Regions from separate parts of the Mus musculus genome. Here region 1 is linked to region 2. A link is a contact called in public Hi-C data. All regions are on one chromosome and are shown on one strand. Each heading gives the region's core, a stretch centred on a gene start, on an enhancer-like site or on the middle of the called end of the contact. The rest is flanking DNA. Distances are from core to core; before and after follow the strand shown. Region 1 overlaps Umad1 (UMAP1-MVP12 associated (UMA) domain containing 1). Region 2 overlaps Umad1 (UMAP1-MVP12 associated (UMA) domain containing 1).

Region 1 (2,700 bases), core at 39-2,538, 91 kb before region 2:
AGATGTGGCTTTGGGGAGATAATTAGGTCGTGAGGGTGGAACCTTCATAAGGTGGACTGTTTCCTTTAATAAGGGGTGACGGTCAAAGCTCCATGTGATGACACAAGAAGGAACCACCCATGAACTAAAAAAGCAGGCTCTCTTATCTGATAGCAAAGTTGCTAGCACCTTGATGTTGGGGTTCCCAGTTCTGGAACTTAAAATGACTTCCTACTGTCTGTAAGCCAGTATACAGTATGGCGCTTTGTAACAGTAACCTGATAAAGACACTAAGCAATTAGAACTTACAAAGTCATGGTGGCTACTTCCTGAGCCTCCAGCAGAGCAGTGCTTTATTCTGATCACAGGGGGTCACATGGTCAACACTGAGCAGTGCTTTATTCCAATCACAGGGGGTCACATGGTCAACACTGAGCTCTCGCTCTGTGCTTGAAGTGAAGTGAAATTGAAGAGATCACGTGCTTGGTGCACAAGGTAGATAGTTTCTTTCTTGCATCCATTTCTTTCATCATTATCTACCCAGTTCTTTGTACTGTGTCTTAGGTATAGTCACGGTTTAGTAAATATTTGTGGAATGAATGAATGAAAGAATAAATGCAGGTAAGTAAAAAAATAAAATGATTTTTCTTCCTATTCATCAGTTTAAGTAAGTTTTCCCTTGATTATAAAACATTTGCTTAGTGAAAATTATTAAAAATCCCTTAAAATAAAGGCAACTTTCTACTTGTAGCTCATTATTAATTAATGAATTGTAATGAATGTATTCATTTGACAGTCTTCTTGGGCACACACTCTGGATCCTGTGCTGAGACAGACAGGGCAGACCCTGACCTCACTGATGCACGTGCTTTCGTGCTGCAGGAAGACGTGCGAATGAGTCACTGTGCAGAAAGCTGCACAATCACGCCGATCTCTTCCACCTAAGTAGTAAACTAATGCCCAACATTCCCCTAAGCCTTAAAGATAATTACTTCAGTGATTAGATACTATTAATACATTGTGCATAGAGAACCCTAACATACTAACATTCCCTCCAGGATAAAACAACTTTTTTACGGAAAAAGAAGACATAAACTGTTTTTCTCCAGAATAGTCGAGAAATATTGTCTGACAATAGAATTCTCAAAATTCTCTCAAAAATAGACTGCTCTAACTCAAGAACTCTACTTTTCTCTCTTACCCCCTCCTCTTTCATTTCTTGACCCAGAAACCCCACAAGAGCTGGGCAGCCTCTCCCAGCAGCTAGCTCAGCGCTGCTCTCACTGACCCCCGGCTTCTCCGTGTGAGTTGTTGCTGTGAATCAGCCAGAGACTCTGCACGCAGAGCCATCGGTTGCATCCCGGGATTCCCGCTGCCTTTTCCTTACCTCCAAAGCCTGGCTGCCTTCTGCTTCAGAAGTTTTACATCTCACTTCATTTGCTGTAGCTCCTATAAGACAGAGGAGAACTCTTCTGTTATAAGGACAATTTTCTTGGGTTTGTTTGCAGTGTTTTTTGGTACTGTACGCTTCATGCTATGGAAGCAACCACTATTTCCTTTGTTACAGAGTAAACAAATTAATTTTAAGGAGAAAGAAAATATATTTTTTCACGGATATCATGAATCATTCCATAAACACACACTAAAATGTATCCTGCTTTACACAGGTTTACACTGAAAAAAGAACATCAATTTGAATTGTGTTTATCAAGTCATGTTTTAATTAAGAAAGCTATGACTTAAAGACACGCAAACTATTTTAAAATGCAAATTTCCTTATGACATGAGTAATTGTCCTCTAAACTTGTTTTCATAAAATTAATCCTTATGACTTTTATTTTCTTCTTTTGTTCCTATGGATAAAAGTAGATATGCATATTTCTGTGTGACAGTAAACCCAATAGAAGACAATCTTCACAGCAGGAAAGAACATGAGCAAACACATAAAGAGCCTTCAGTTAGTAACACGAGTTCTAAGTCTGGTGCCTCTGCAGATTCCATTGCTAAATTAACTTGGAGCAGGCTGACTTACACGACACAGAATAGATCCACAGTTGAGCAAGTATAATCATAACAAGTTATTAATGGCCTGCCTTAGTTTGCTAATTACTAATAATTGGGAATTGGCACATGGTCAGTACATACCCAATTAGCCTACTTCTCTGAAGCATAATCAGAAACTAATTTAGTAATTTGTAAATTGTTCTTGCCATACAATTAGGTCAATTTAAGAATGTCCAGAACAGTGAGCTGACTGAAATCACAGGTAAGGACTGTGCAGATGATAAGGAGAGTAATGAACATCAAGTCGAGATGGAGCACGGAAAGCTTCCTGAGGTAAACTTTTCCTTAGGAAAGACAAAAGCTTAGTTCATCAGGGATGACAATTAAGGAAAAGGCTATAAAGCTATATAACTAAACAAACCTTGTTATATCTGAAAACCACAGACAATTAAATTTTCTGATGGTAGGTACTGTCTCCCATGTGTTTCAATAAAGAGTAATCAATGACATTCTAGTCTATCAGGTCTGTTTCCATTTGTATATAATATAACTTAGCGACAAAGCAGACATCCAATCTTTATTGGTTTAATGAATGGCAAATTTCTCTTTGTAGTATTTCACCTACAAATCTGTGGCAAAAACACTTTAAAGGTGGCTAATAAAAACTGTATTTGAACATGTAACATACCTTCTAAAATTTGTGAAATTTAAAAGACA
Region 2 (2,700 bases), core at 153-2,652:
CTCACCAACACCTGGGGAGTAGAGCCTCCTTGGAACTTCCTAACCAGGCAACCTAGCTAACTTGGTGAGCTCCAGCAACTAGGGTGACACTTTGAAAACCAAGGTGGCTCCTGACGACAGCAACTGAGTTTGACTCCTGGCTTCCAAGTGCACACATGTGCACACATACTCATACCCAGGCACCTACAAATACACATCAGTGCACACATCAAAACACACATGCACACATACACATGTTTTACACTAATAACAATTTAAAATAATAAAATGAAGAAAGAGGTGTCATTCTTCAGTTGAAAAAAGATCTTTTTAATAATTGACATTTTAAGGTAGCATATGATTTCAACTTAACCAAACAGTCAACACAAAATCCACTGCAGAGGAAAAATTCATATGTACTAAACAAATTTCTAGTAATATAATTAAAGACTTCAAACAAACAAACAACAACAATAAAAACACTTCAAGGCAGGTGAGGTGGCTCAGTAAGCAAGTGTTTGCCTGGCAGACTGATGACCTGAGTCCTGGGACCCCTGTGAAAGCTGAAAGCAGCAGAGTGTACCTGTGCTCCCAGAACTCCTGCTGTGCGATGGAAGTGGGGAAAGAACTGCCAGGAAGTTTGTGGACAAGCTAACCTGGAGTATGCAGCCTGACTCCCTAAGAAGACCAAAGATGAAACAGACTTTCCTAAAAGGTGTCTTCAAACTAACATCCATGTGCCCCCTGTACTGACAGATGTACACACCACAAATGTGTGTATGCATTCACATGATAATATCAAGACAAACAAATTCAAAAAACATTAAGTTTAAAATTTCAGAGAAATGCCTTGTAGATTAATTTAAAAAGGGGAATATAAAACAATATTGCTAGTACCAAAATTGCTAAATCATTGAAATTATAATAAAAATGATCACAAAATAAATGGCATATGCTTATATAACCCATTGAAAATATAGAAAATATTATCAAATATTGACCTTAATGTTTAAGATTGTAAGTGCTGGCTTCATGAAGCAACTTTGGGAATAAGTCCTGTCAACGTCCATGAAAACACTGAAACCAATAAAATACTAGCTAGTTTCTCCAAGACATTTCTTTACCCTTGGAAATACTTTATTAAATTATTATAGAACAAGGGAAAGGTTGAGATTTTTCCATATTATAGCTTACAGTTATCAGATAAGATTCATAAATATTGTTGTAAATATCTTAGAGAATTAAAAGCCTTTATAGAGAATCTGTAAGATATATAATTTCAATAGTAATACATAAAAATTAAATCACCTGGAGTCGTGTGATTTGTGATTCAATGATTTCCCTTCAGGAGCCAGATTAGACATATAAATACATGTGACAAAACCACACTAACTATATTATCTTTATAAGCTACAGTTTCCTGTTTCAAAGATAAATAACTGAAAGTGAAATTAGTGAGACAAAGAAAACCTACTCTGCTAAAGTCTAGGCATATTGTTCCATCAAGCCTGCAAATCTGAATTCCCATCACACGGCAGCAGCAGCAGCAGCGCGAACACAGGATCTTATCCAGCCACCTGCTTTTCCTGTCTGTCACTCAGGCCAGCTCCTCTCTCCTAAGGTAGCTTTCTTTTTCTGCTATCCTGCTCTGGAGAATACAAAACAACAACAATAACAATACAACATATAATTCCTAATGCCTCAGCTATATCCCCTAATTTTATCTCTAGTTCTATGCAAGTCACTTTTCTTTGGGGTCTAGACGTATTTCCCCATTAACAACTATGACCAATGTTGCCTTCTTTACTTGCTGACCGACTGCTTTTCAGAGACTAAAGGTGGTAGCTTAGTCTATTTTATGTATGTATTATGTTTAATATAAGATCTATTTTATGCTAGTATGCTTTAACAGATTACTGGTGACCAGGTAGTTTACAAAGAATGGGGATTTACTTCTTATGATTATGGAGACCAGAAAGGCTCAGGCTGACAAGCTGACATATACTATGACATATACTATGACATATACTATGACATATACTATGGACAATTTGATACACTATCCATAGCAAAGAGATGAAAAAGGAATGCCAGGGAGAAAAATTCATCATCTGATAGATATGGCAGTGTATTTTACATAACTAAACACCTGAGGCCAGGTAGTTTATGAAAAAGAAAAACTAGGTGTACCGATCTTACCATTTCAGAAGGTCAAAGTCTTAGACGGGGGTGTGCAATCAATTTGGTTTATAACAAGGACCTCTGTACCACAGTATGTTGGAACATTTTATAGTAATAGTTCATGTGAAAGCAGTCACAAGAACATGTGGCAGAGAGAGAAGATACATGGTGGCAGAAGGAAACAAGAAAGCAGATGAAGTCAAATTTTCTTTATGATAATCTGTTCTCACAGTAAATAACATGGTCTTAGAGCAAACACCTTGAAAGGTAGGCATTAATCCTCTCTGGAGAAAGTGCCTTGACCAATCAATCTCCTTCATTAGGCCTCTTAAAGATTCACTAGCTCTCAGTAAAAATCTGTCTTATTCTTGGAATCAAGCCATTCTCAGCACACAGATCTTTAAAATATGTCCAATCTGGGGGCTGGAAAGATGGCTCAGTAGTTAGGGCACTGGTTGCTCTTCAGAGGACCCAGTTCAATATCCAGCACCCGCACTGCAGGTCCCAGCTGTCTGTAACTCCAGTGCCAGGAGACCTGAT

The links. A called contact is a pair of places that touch in the nucleus more often than the background predicts.
Region 1: a contact with region 2 is called in a Hi-C map of group 2 innate lymphoid cells, with 1.9 times the contacts expected there. The contact joins two enhancer-like sites. A contact is called at or near these places in 8 of 39 promoter capture datasets (the 3T3-L1 cell line, 3T3-L1-derived adipocytes, the C10 cell line and 4 more), 5 of 484 Hi-C or Micro-C datasets (cerebellum, cerebral cortex, double positive thymocytes and 2 more) and 1 of 9 other capture datasets (liver).

What each region holds. Positions count from the first base shown.
Region 1 is chr6:8,372,634-8,375,333 of GRCm38.p6, reverse strand. It overlaps Umad1 (UMAP1-MVP12 associated (UMA) domain containing 1), which reads right to left. Exons shown (of 4, transcript NM_001302354.1): 3 at 1,367-1,428. Among named protein-coding and RNA genes, the nearest start is that of Gm46952, 28 kb to the right of the region's middle. Within about 2 kb of position 1,288, at least 18 of the 459 cell types and tissues checked have an H3K27ac peak or open chromatin away from gene starts, as enhancers often do. A contact at or near this core is called in group 2 innate lymphoid cells, where this site is marked.
Region 2 is chr6:8,282,148-8,284,847 of GRCm38.p6, reverse strand. The region is part of intron 2 of Umad1 (UMAP1-MVP12 associated (UMA) domain containing 1); the gene reads right to left. Among named protein-coding and RNA genes, the nearest start is that of Umad1, 24 kb to the right of the region's middle. Within about 2 kb of position 1,402, at least 2 of the 459 cell types and tissues checked have an H3K27ac peak or open chromatin away from gene starts, as enhancers often do. A contact at or near this core is called in group 2 innate lymphoid cells, where this site is marked.